Linked DNA regions of Cricetulus griseus: region 2 is linked to region 1. Evidence: chromatin contacts called from public Hi-C data. All regions are on one chromosome and are shown on one strand. The core of a region is the stretch at or near the end of the contact, and the rest is flanking DNA. Distances in the headings are between cores, read along the strand shown. Region 1 overlaps Megf6 (multiple epidermal growth factor-like domains protein 6). Region 2 holds the start of Megf6 (multiple epidermal growth factor-like domains protein 6).

The links. Hi-C and Micro-C count contacts between places; a contact is called where the count stands out from the background.
Region 2: a contact with region 1 is called in a Hi-C map of fibroblasts, with 4 times the contacts expected there. The contact joins the promoter of Megf6 here to the enhancer-like site in region 1. A contact is called at or near these places in 5 of 8 Hi-C or Micro-C datasets (the CHL-YN cell line, the CHO-K1 cell line, fibroblasts and 1 more).

What each region holds. Positions count from the first base shown.
Region 1 is chr2:2,034,148-2,040,058 of CriGri-PICRH-1.0, reverse strand. It overlaps Megf6 (multiple epidermal growth factor-like domains protein 6), which reads left to right. Exons shown (of 37, transcript XM_027398478.2): 23 at 239-367; 24 at 602-730; 25 at 1,078-1,206; 26 at 1,397-1,525; 27 at 2,114-2,242; 28 at 2,363-2,491; 29 at 2,583-2,714; 30 at 2,877-3,005; 31 at 3,531-3,659; 32 at 4,671-4,799; 33 at 4,966-5,094; 34 at 5,463-5,591; 35 at 5,682-5,810. Among named protein-coding and RNA genes, the nearest start is that of Arhgef16, 30 kb to the right of the region's middle. Within about 2 kb of position 3,293, at least 2 of the 6 cell types and tissues checked have open chromatin away from gene starts, as enhancers often do. A contact at or near this core is called in the CHO-K1 cell line and fibroblasts, where this site is marked.
Region 2 is chr2:2,128,170-2,134,080 of CriGri-PICRH-1.0, reverse strand. Megf6 (multiple epidermal growth factor-like domains protein 6) reads left to right here and starts at 2,975. Exons shown (of 37, transcript XM_027398478.2): 1 at 2,975-3,203. The coding sequence starts at 3,085.

The DNA.
Region 1 (5,911 bases), core at 2,044-4,543:
TGGATGGGTGTATGCTGGGTGCCCACTAGGGTGTGAACATGGTAAAGATGGGTGCAGGCTGGAGTGGGAACATGGTAATATGGGTATAGGCTGGGTGCAGGCTGGGGTGTGAGCATGATAAAATGAGTATAGCTGGGGTGTGAGCATGGTAGGCTGGGTGCAGTCTGGTGTGGGCCCTGAGTGCAGGGCAGGGTCCTCTGGCCTTTGAGCCTCTTGTCAGTGCCACCTCTGTCTGTAGCCTGTCCTGCCGGCTTCTTCGGGTTAGACTGTGGCAGTGCTTGCAACTGCTCTGCTGGGGCCACCTGTGATGCTGTGACCGGCTCCTGCATCTGCCCAGCTGGCCGCTGGGGCCCACGCTGTGCCCAGAGTATGTAAGGGGAGTAAGCCTAGGTGCTGTGGGTTCTTCATGGGGGCGGGGACACCCCTGGGGCCCCTTCCTGCCATCCGACTGAGGACATAGCTCTACCCACAGGATCCCAAGTGTCCATCCCTTTTGTGGCTGCTGAGACCTGGCCCTGAGCTTGGGAGGTTTGCTCAGCTCCATGATAGCTCTTGCTGTGGTCCCCTGGCCATGCCCCTGATGGCTCCTCTCCCCTTACAGGTTGTCCATCCCTCACCTACGGGCTTAACTGCAGCCAGGTTTGTACCTGTTTCAACGGGGCCTCCTGCGACCCTATCCATGGGCAATGCCACTGTGCCCCTGGTTGGATGGGACCCACCTGCCTGCAGGGTAAGCCCTGCCTGGGAGTTCAGGGTCCAGTACTGGGTAATGACCTCTCATTGGGCCCATGGAGGGACATGTGTGCATGGGATGCCAGGGTAGGTGCAACGCTCACCTGTCAGCATGGGCTTTGGGGGGAAGTTGGGAGGGAGCTTGACTGTGGCCTTTAGTGTCACATGCTCAAGGCCAGGTCAGTGGGTCCAGTACAGGCCTGGTCTGGGGCATCATAAAACCAGCCCTGATTAGAGTCCAACTTGAAAGTCAGGTTGGGCTTCGGGGATGTGTGGGAACTTAAAGAACTCCAAAGGTCTCTGCTGGCCAGATGCTGAGGCTTGCTTCTGCTTTCTGGGCCTCAGCCTGCCCTGCTGGCCTGTACGGCAAGGACTGTCAGCATTCCTGTCTTTGCCGCAATGGAGGGAGCTGTGACCCCATCTTGGGCCAGTGCACATGCCCGGAGGGCTGGACCGGCTTGGCCTGTGAGAAAGGTGAGCTGGCTGGCCTAGGTAGTAGATGTGATCTCAGGCCTAGGAAGACTCCTTGAGGGGGCAGCACCCTGGGGGTGGCCTTCCATCCAAGAACACAGGTGTAAGAAGGTTGGGATAGTGTCTCCTGGGCAGAGCCCTAGCTCAGAAAGTCAGACCCTCCCTCCCTCACTCCCTCCGCCTACTTTTTCAGAGTGCCTTCCCGGACACTATGGAGCTGGCTGTCAGTTCAGCTGCAGTTGCCTTAATGGGGGCATGTGTGACCGGCTCACGGGTCACTGCCTCTGCCCAGCTGGCTGGACTGGGGACAAGTGTCAGAGCCGTGAGTGGGTTCTGGGAAGCTGGGAGGTTCTGCCAAGGGTGATCCGGTTTTACTCCATGCTGAAGATATGGGCCAAGCCTGGTTCTCACCAATGTGGCCCAGTTTTAAATGGGTTCAGGGCTTCCTGGCTGTACCTAAGAGGCCAGCCTGATTGGCTTGTTTGCTTCTACTTTGGAGAGAGGGGTGTGTGTACCTCATCTCAAGGCTTCAGAGAGAAAGCCTTGGTCTCTGGACTCGAAGCCTGTATTGTTCCAGGCTCCATGATTACAGGCGGCTGCCCAGGCTGTGGCTTTTGTGCCCAGGGTCCTTGTCCACCCTTCCAGGCTTGAACACCCTCACCAAGTCTTCCACTCCCTGGCTGCCCTTCAATCTAGGCACTGTCATTTGCAGACCCAGCCCAGAGAGCCCCTTGCTCAGACCCAAGCTTGGGGCTGCTGATGCTGGTTGGTAGGCTGTGTTGGGATCCTCAGGGGGATCCAGTGACTCTTTACATCTTCTTGTCCCAGCCTCCCCTTTTTCCTTAATTTCCATGGGCAGAGGTCCTGGGGCTGTAATTCCCAGCCTTCCTGTCTGTCTCTCACGCCACAGCCTGTTCCAAGGGCATGTTTGGGGTTCACTGTGAAGAGCATTGTAACTGCCGGAGAGGTGCCACCTGCCACCATGTCACAGGGGCCTGCCTCTGTCCCCCGGGATGGAGGGGCTCACACTGCGAGGATGGTGAGCACTGATAATAGTGTATGGATCCAGTTGCTGGGAGGGAGCTGGCCCTGCACAGCCACCTCAGGACTCCCCGCTGCCCCTTTCCAGGAAAGCCTAACTAATTCTACCTTCCTGCAGCCTGTCCACGTGGCTGGTTTGGAGAGGCCTGTGCCCAGCGTTGCCACTGCCCACCTGGTGCCTCCTGCCACCATGTTACTGGGGAGTGCCATTGTCCACCTGGCTTCACTGGACCTGGCTGTGAGCAGGGTAGGTGCTCTCCTAACATCTACTTTGTGGAGAGGGACAATGGGATTTCTGAGGGCTAGGCCAGGCCTGACCCTACCCAACTTATATCCAGCCTGCCAGCCTGGCACCTTTGGAAAGGACTGTGGGCACCTATGCCAATGTTCTGGTGAGACCTGGGCCTGCCACCCTGCTTCAGGGGCCTGTGTGTGTGCTGCCGGTTACCATGGCACCAACTGTCAGCAACGTGAGTGTTGTCCACTGCCTCGGGGGACCTGGGGTTCTGTCTGCCATTCTGGGATGCAGGGTGGAGGTTGGCAGCTCACAGGGTGGCCATGCCACGTTCAGGGGTGCTGCATGCTTGACTCCAGCCCCCAGCTCATGTAGCAGGCGCTCTCTCTCCCTGCAGGCTGCCCACCTGGGCGCTATGGGCCAGGCTGTGAACAAATTTGTAAGTGCCTCAATGGTGGCTCTTGCGACATAGCCACAGGAGCTTGCCACTGCCCTGCTGGATTCCTTGGGGCCGACTGCAGCCTTGGTGAGGAGCCAGGTGGCAGGGCTGGATGGCTTATTGTTGAATTTCTGGGGAAGGGGGCAGGGCCTTGCCAGCCAGCCTATGGGAGGACAGTGCCCCGCCCACTGCTTCCCTGATTCTTGGGTTCCCCATTGCTGAACTAAGGTAAAATGGCAGTGAGGGTGTGCTGTCCTGGGACATCAGTGTGATCCCAGAGGGCCCTGGCCTTCTGGCCAGCTCTGTCCCAGATAATATGCCGGGCACTGAGTACATCCCTGTGGCCAACCTCCTGCCCAGGAAAGGGACTTTCTCCTGAGTCACATGGGGACTTTCCCCATTTGAAATGCAGGCAGAGCTGGGGGTGTTATGTCAATGTATCTCTGTAGAGATGGCCTGGGGCCCAGCTCCCAGCAGAGCCTTTTCATGGAGGGAGATGGAGGGCACTGGGAATTGGTGGTTTGCCCCTGTGTCTCCTGTCCTGTCACTGGGGTTGGTACAGCCTCTGGCAGAGCCCAAGGGGAGGTAACTACTTACCTGCCCTCTCCACAGCCTGTCCACAGGGTCGCTTTGGCCCCAGTTGTGCCCACGTGTGTGCATGTGGACAAGGGGCGGCCTGTGACGCTGTGTCAGGGATTTGCATCTGTTCTCCTGGGAAGACTGGAGTCCATTGTGAGCATGGTGAGTATCGGGGGCTGGGCTCATGCACTGTTCACCGATGTGTCATTGAGTTAAGGAGCAGGCTGCTGAAATGAACCCATCATGGGAGGGGTGCCCGTTCCCCAGGGACATAGTCACACTCATAGCCATTGTGGATTCTCCAGAGACCTTGGGGCTGAGAAAGCAGTGTCCTCCCCATATGGACAGCTGGCCTTGCTGGCAAACAGGTCATCCTATGCCGACTCAGGCCCCACCCACACAGGACTCTTGAGACTTGGTTCACTCAGGGGCCTGTTCATGTCTTTGTGGCCAGTGGGACCCTCTCCTGAGCCTGGTAGCTGTTGTGTCCTGGTGACATTTTTCTTGGAAGAGTATCTTCCTGGCCCTTTTTGCCAGGCCCAGGCCGGGGTCCCCAGCAGAGACAAGCTGGACTGGTGAACAATGGGTGGACCAGGGGACAGTGGTCGTGACACATGCTCATGCCAGTGTGCCCAGTTCCAAGGCTCTGCAGGCACAGCTTCTCACTTCCCCCTCACAAAGGGCTGCTCTCTGAACCCTTGTTGTCAGTCTGGTGCCTGGGGGACTGGTGTAGTCAGATTAGAAGCCCAAGGCCAGGCTGTAGCCAGGATGCCACCTCATTCATTCCTAGAAAAGACAGCATTGTGGCAAGCAGTACAAAGTGGGAGACCGGCCATCTCTGAGTCCCTACGGCTGGCCATGCCTGACCTGGGGTCTCCAGTGCACACACATTCTCAGCCTTGAGGAAGTGTGGAGTGAAGCCTTCCTGACTGCTTGCTGGCTGTGTAGGTGCTTACAGCCCCTTGAAGACCATGGTCCCCTTATCTTAGAGTGGTCCTTCTAGACCTGGTGCTGGCTGTCCAAGATGCTGTGTGAAGAGTGGATGCTGTGAGGGCAAGACCAACCCTAGGCAGCTCAGGAATCATTGGTTGAGTGAATGCCAGTGCCTGTCTGTGCAGGGACGTGTCCAGCCCCTGCTAGAGTTCTCAGTTGTGCCTGCTTTCTTGCCCTTAGGGTGTCCCCAAGATCGGTTTGGCAAGAACTGTGAGCTCAAGTGTGCCTGCAGAAATGGGGGCCTGTGTCATGCTACTAATGGCAGCTGCTCCTGCCCCCTGGGCTGGATGGGGCCACACTGTGAGCAGGGTGAGTTTATGAGGGCAGCTGGACTGGAATGTCCATGTGGATTCTGAGCAGGGAGGGTCTTTCTCTGGACCCCGAGAAAGATGCAGAGCTTAGGGCCTGGGCGGCTGTGTGGGGGAGGCAGGGGCAGAGTCAGGTGCACTTAAATCTTTGTCCTATCCCTACACAGCTTGCCCTGCTGGGCGCTATGGTGCTGCCTGCCTCTTCAAGTGCTCATGCCAGAACAATGGGACTTGTGAGCCCACCACGGGTGCTTGCCACTGTGGCCCTGGCTTCTACGGTCAAGCTTGCGAGCACTGTGAGTGGGACTGTCCCCTGACCTTGAACACACTGTCTAGGCTGGTCCTAATTCATGAAAGCAATGGCCACTTTCTCATGTCATTGTTCATGGGGAGAGATGGGATGAGCCTGACCAGGCTCTGGGCTGGAGATGCCTGTTCAGGGGTCACACAGATTAGGTAGAGATGGGCTCCCCCCAACCAGCTCCTTTTGCCTCTCTCTACCTTGTCATACAAGCGCTGGCTGGAGCCGGGAAGGAGGGAGATGAGGGCATTCAGGGACGGTCCTCTCTCAGCTCTTAGATTTGGCCTTTTGCTCACTCTGGGAAAACTGGGGGTTTCTGCTGCCTCCTGCCCTTGACTGACTCTAACCAGGGTCCTCCTTCAGCCTGCCCCCCTGGCTTCTATGGATCTGGTTGCCAGGGAGTCTGTGAGTGTCAACAGGGAGCTCCATGCGACCCTGTCAGCGGCCATTGCCTCTGCCCTGCTGGCTTCCATGGCCAGTTCTGTGAGAGGGGTGAGTGTCAGGCCCCCACCCAACCCCTTTACCCTTTCCTTGTCTTGTTTAATCTGGGGAAGGGAATGCTGATCCCATTGTCCCCACCAGGGTGCAAGCCAGGCTTTTTTGGAGACAGCTGCCAGCAGCAGTGTAACTGCAGCAAAAATGTGCCCTGTGATCCCATCAGCGGCCTCTGCCTTTGCCCACCAGGGCGCACAGGAGCCACGTGTGACCTGGGTGAGTGGAGGATCCTGCCCAGGATGTGACATATCAAATCATATGGGTTGGGTACCTGCATGCCAGGCCTCAGACTGGGCACTGTAGCTTCCTACGATCTC
Region 2 (5,911 bases), core at 1,726-4,225, 94 kb before region 1:
TTGTTAACATACATGCAGTCTGATTTCTAGTTTTGTGGGGTTTTCTCTTTTTTTGAGATAAGGTCTCATGTAGCTCAGGATGGCATCGAACTTGCTATGTAGCTGAGGATGGATGACTTTGAACTTCGGCTCTTCCTGCCTCTGCCTCCCCGGTGCAAGTGTGTAACACCACACCTAGTTTGTGTAGCACTGGGGATTGGACCCAGAAAATCATGCATGACAGGCAAAGCACTCTACCAACTGAGTTATGTCCCTCAGTTCTGATGACTTTTATTTATTTAATTATTTATTATGTATACAGTATTCTGCTTGCATGTATCTCTGCAGGCCAGAAGAGGGCACCAGATCACATTATAGATGGCTGTGAGCCACCATGTGGTTGCTGGGATTTGAACTCAGAACCTCTGGAAGAGCAATGCTCTTAAACTCTGAGCTATCTCTCCAGCCCTCTGATGACTTTTAAAATGACAAACTCTAAATGTCCTGATTACTCCGTTTGTTGTGTTGGGAACTAGACACTCGTTAGGCAACCAGCTGCTCACTTATGCTCATAGGAGCCAGACTGGACAGGGAAAGGGTTTCTGGGGCCAGGGTGAGAATCCAGCCAACACCAGTGTATGTGACAGGATTTGCTTGGAGATGTGAGCTCTATGCTACAGGGTCACCTACCTACACCCGGCTGGGAACAAGGACTCTGGGAATAGTGGACAGACCCCACTCTGCCCATGTATATTCTTCCTATCATAAATGACATCTGGGAAAGGACACACCTGCCATGGAAGATGATGTGCCTTAGCCTAACCACAAAGACTCCAACAGGAAGCACTTGATTTCCTGCCGGCCTGACCACCTGACACCTGCCAGGACTCTCTACATGGCAGAGAGGTGGTGTCTGGACAGGGCATAGGTGGAGCTAGAATGGTCTAAGGTCAGTGAAGAAAATCTAAGGGAAATCTTCAAATTGATGGGGCCTAGATACTCATGCACAAGGCCATGTATTTTTTTGAAATTAGTAAAATCATTTCCTTCTGCATTATCTTTCTTCAATAAGGTCCCCACATAGGCTTCAGAATACTAAAAGCCCAGACCCTGCCCCACCTATAGATTCTCTTTCTAACCCAGGATGATTTCTTCTCTGATGAGCAGAGAAGATAGTGAGATGGAATCATCTTTCACCCACACCCCCTCACCTGGCCCCGGGCAGGGTTTAGCAGAGCAGAGGTGAGCTTTTTCAGGCTCCCTATCCATGTGCACACACTGCTGAAAATGCAGGAGCCAACTCCAGGAGAGAAAGAGGTGCAAAGAAGGAACAGACAGATGGGCCCACTGCAGTTCTGGCTTGGGGAGGCCCCTGGCTGAGGTGGGATACTCGATGATTTCTTGGGTGCAGACACCTGGGAGGCAGGTACTTGAGAGTCACCCAGAAGGCTTGGGTCAGCCTCTGCTACTGGGATCCAGGGAGGATCTGGTGATGGCTTCAGGCAGAAGAGTGAGATCCAGAACAGCAGGGTAAACTGGGGTCCTGTTTGGGGAATCAGGTAGCAAGTCCCAGGACCACTTGTCCCTTTCCCTGCCTGTCTCTCTCTCCTCTCTCCTCTCTCTTCTCTCTCCCCACCCCTCCCTCTCTCATCCATCCCTTCTTCCCTCCCCGAAGTCAGGCTCCTGTGATTATCGCAGTCTGTAGTCTTGTAAGCTGAGGCAGGGGCCTCTGCTCCCTTCCTGGCACTGTGGTTCCCTCCACACCTGGGTCAGCAGCAGGTCCGAGCTGAGCCGGCAGTACCCACCCATTAACGCGGACGCAGCCTTCTGAAATGGGAGTGGAACACGTTTGCACCTCCACTTCCAGGAACCTCTACCAGAGGTTCCCTCAATCATCGGGGAGAAGGAGGTTGGAACACCTGCCTCATCCCTCAGGGAATGGTAGAGGAGGGAGGTCTTCAAAAGAGTGCAAAGGCACAAGTCTCCAGCAAGACTAGCAGGGGCTGATCCTCACACTGTGCCCTTTTGGGACTACCCCAGCTCAACTTCCAAAAGGAGCCCCTGAGTGTCTGGTAAATCCTGGCCCCAGAGACACCATGTCTAGCACTGGAGAATCTGGCCCTAGCCCTGGGGAAAAAAAGTCACATCAAAACAAAACCAGACTTAAAGGACAGCAAATAGCCCGGAGCAGGGAGTTGCCTCGCTTTCCAGGCCCCTATGCAGGAGTCTGGTGGGACTTACACGCCCACTTCACCCCATGCCACCATCCTGAAGCACTCAGCGCAGAACCAGGAATACAGATGCTCCGGCGGTGGTGTGTCACCTCATGTCAGTGCACAAAGGAGGTGACACAAAGGCTGCCCTCCCCGTTCCCCAATCTCCTCCTGCTTCTGGGGCAGCCGAGGCGGCGCGCGGGATGAGGAGTCAAGGGAAGATGAACGCAGTGTTCGTGGAGAGAAGCCAAAGATGCGCCTGCCGAGGTCCCGAGTCGTGGTCGAGTCGTGTTTGCTAGGTGTGCGATATCCAGATCGGATAGGATTGGTCACTTGTATGGGAGCAGACCTGGGGCTCTCGGCCGGAGGTGCGCAGGGAACCCTAAGAGGATGCTCAAATGAAGCTAGGTGTCGGGTACAGGGACGCGAGCTTAGTCTTGTGGGCTGGATGAGGAGTCGCGGAGGGGAGGGGCTGGCGGGGGGTGGGAAGTGGGCTTTCTATTGGGAGGTCTGGGAGGGGCCGAAGGCGGAACGGGCGTGGCCTGGGCTGGGGGGTGGGGCCGAAAAGGGGCGGGAGCCGGGGCGGGAGGGGGCTGGGGTCCGGGCGGGGGCGTGCGGCTGGCGGGCCTGACGTCTGGGGCGTCCCGCTCCGAGTTCGCTCTCTATCACTCCTGGCAAGTGTCTGCAGAGCGGAGCGAGAAGGTCTCAGTGCTCGGGGAAGCTGCACCATCCGCACCTGCGGCGACCTCGCGCCCGGCACCTGGCGCGACTCGGTTGCTGCACCCCGCTCACCTCCGGGGCATGGCGCGCGTGAGGAAGGGGTCTCGTGGCCACAAGAGCCGCTTGTGAGTCGGAGAGTAGAGGATCGAGTGGGAGCGCGACCGCGCGCACGATGCCTGTCCGGGCGGAGGCGAGAGCGGCTTGGCGCGCGCTGGCCCTGGCTCTGCTGCTGCTCCCCGCGGTGCCTGCAGTCGCTCCGCCGCGACCCCCGCGCCCGCTGCAGCCAAGCATGTGAGTAGCGCGAGTCCCGAAGCTCGCGGCAGCGACGTTGACCCGGACAGAGCTCGGAGCTTTGTCCTTGGGGACCCAGAACAATGGGCTCTTTGCCTTAACTAAAGAGCGGATGGTCTAGACGTGGGGTCCCGGGTTGGATCTGGGGCCCTCGAGGCTGCCACAGGTTCCTAGTCTCCCGGTTCCCGCCTCTATAGCGAGGGTTCTGCAGATTTAGGAGGACGCTGAAGTTTGGAGAGGTGAGGAATCCAAGCCCCTGCGCCGCAGGGTACAGCTGGGGAACCGGCTTGGAGACGGCCGAGAGGAAGCAGCCTGGTCCCACTTCCTCCCGAAGCTGGTCTCCTGGGGTCTGGGGGCCTGCGCAGGGGCGGGGGTGCCCAGAGGGGGCTGCCAGAACTGGTTTGTGTGTTAAACACGTGCGCTCTGGGGCCTCGGGAGAAGGAATTTAGTACTAGAATGGGCAGGAAGAGAGGGTCAGGGAGCCAGCGGCGACGGATTTAATTTTGAAAGATGATTCCCCAACAGGCGGGTTAGCGGTCTCTTAAACTGAAAAGCGATCCCTCTGTTGGCCTCAAAGGAAAGCCGGTGCGAACTGAGCCCAAGTGGATGAGGTGCACGGATGAGAGGCCTGCGGCCCCCACCCGGCCCTTCCCTGCAGGATGCAAGGTGGGGCCTTGCAAACTTGGCAAAGCTGCTGGGGCTGCCTGGGGAGTGGACGAGGGACCCTTCAGGCCTGAGTTGGGGGCTTCCTCTCTGCCGATTAGAGCGCCCTTTCAGCCACAGAAGGGACTTGCTGCTCCTGTCTAGGGCTGGCAACTGGTGGATTCACCGCGTACTTGGCCTTGAGAACAGAGCCATGGCTCCCTGAGGGAATGAGAAGACAAGCTTCCCACTGGGGCTGGTGCCTTCAGACCCCCACCCTGGGCCTTGCTTTGGTCCTCATGGCCATTACAAAGGAGAGCTGATCTGAATTGGGGGCCTCACCCGATAATGGAAGCAGCCTGTGTCCCTGGCTACTGCTGCTCATTTCTCTTAGCTGTAAGTTTGCCCAGAAGGAGCTTTACCCCAGGATGATTCTGGTAATTAGCGTAGTGGCCAGGGATGCCAGCCTGTCTGCCGGCTTCCCTGGTTGAGAGGAGCAGCAGACACAGTCTTCCTGAGATTTTGGGTGGATAGATGCAATCTGGCAAATGTGGAAACTGTTGGTCGCCCTTTATGGGTTCTCCACCCAGCTCTGTCCACTCCTACTGATCTCCCTGGGAGTGGAGCCAAGAGCTTGCTGCCTGTGTCCTGCTCACCTGCGCCTGGGAAGTCTTTAGCTGTTGAAAAGGTTGTTGGGACTGGTTGTGGATGGGTAGCAGGAGAGCCTGTCCCTTCTTGATGCGTTTTCCAGGGCCTGCCTTCCTTTCTTCCTGCAGTGGGGGCTGCATCTCTGGGGCTTGTGCCCTCACTCCCCGGCTCTTGGGGTCCCAACAGGCTTCTGTTCTCAGATTGTCCATTTTGAGTGGGTCTGAGTTCCAGGTTGGCCAAAAATCCCGGCTGTCTTCCCCATAACTGTATCTCTCCGGCATCTGCACATGGGCCCTAGCTGGCTGGGCCAGTGAGGGAGGGTTTCATTTGGCTAGACCAGCAGAGAGATCTTTCTGGGCTTTGGAGAAGGAGCACTTGACTTGCTGAGCAGAAAGCAGGTGGAAGCCATGAGGAAGGGCCAGCTTCCAGAGGTGACTCTGCAGATTTAACCTTTGCTCCCCACCACTCAGAGGAGCAGGAGAGGGGGGCTGGGAAGGCAGCCAGGACCCTAGAAAATACTTCCTCCTGGCCGACCCTCTCTGCCCTGCTGCCTCCCCCCCTCCCGCCCCCAGGAGTTCTAATGGGCTGGCAGGGCCTGGTACGGTTGCCACACCTCTTTGGCCAGTTTTCCTGAGCTGATAGCTGCGGACTTTTCATAGTACTTTGTCTTCCTGCCCGTAACCCCCTACAGCTGGTGTGCAAGCCACAGGCCTCTGTGGGTTCTAGGGGTAGGGTGGCTCTGACGCCCATCCCAGGTGCCCTCATGAATCTGCCAGAGCAATGGGCATTATTCTCTGGCTGCTGTCAACTGAGGGTGCCCAGATTCAATGGCCAGAGCCTGGCTACCTGCTTGTTTTTCCTCTAAGTGACTTTCAGCTTCGTGGAAGCATGGCTTGCCCATTTCGTCTGGAGTTGGGAGCGACTGCTGAGGAGTGCAAAGCTGGCATGGCTCCTTAAAGACTTCCTGCAGCCCTGTTGAGGGTGGAGAGAGAGGTTGCCCATGTACCGGAGCCCCAAGCGCTGGCTGAGGCTACCTCACAGTGTTCATACACAGCTTCAAAATACAGAGCTTCTCCCAGGTTGGAGCCCCTTTGGGCAGCCATGCCAAGAAACCTGCCAGGGATTTGGAAACACATAGTGATGACCCCTCCTACCCCAGTCAGGTAGAAGGCCCCTCTCCCCACCAAGCTCAAGTTCCATCTTGCAAGGAGCTTTTTGGGCCTACTGGCCCCGGGGGGCCTTAAACAGCCACATTCTCCATGGCTGAGGCCTTTTCCAGTTCGTCTCTTGAGTAGCTCCTAATGCCCCTCTTCGGGGTGTGGGGAATGGCCAGACATCCCAGAAAACAGGAGCTGTGCTGTAGCTGTGGTGGAGGCAGAGCAGGGGAAGGAGTGCATGTCTGCTGAACCTCCTCTGAT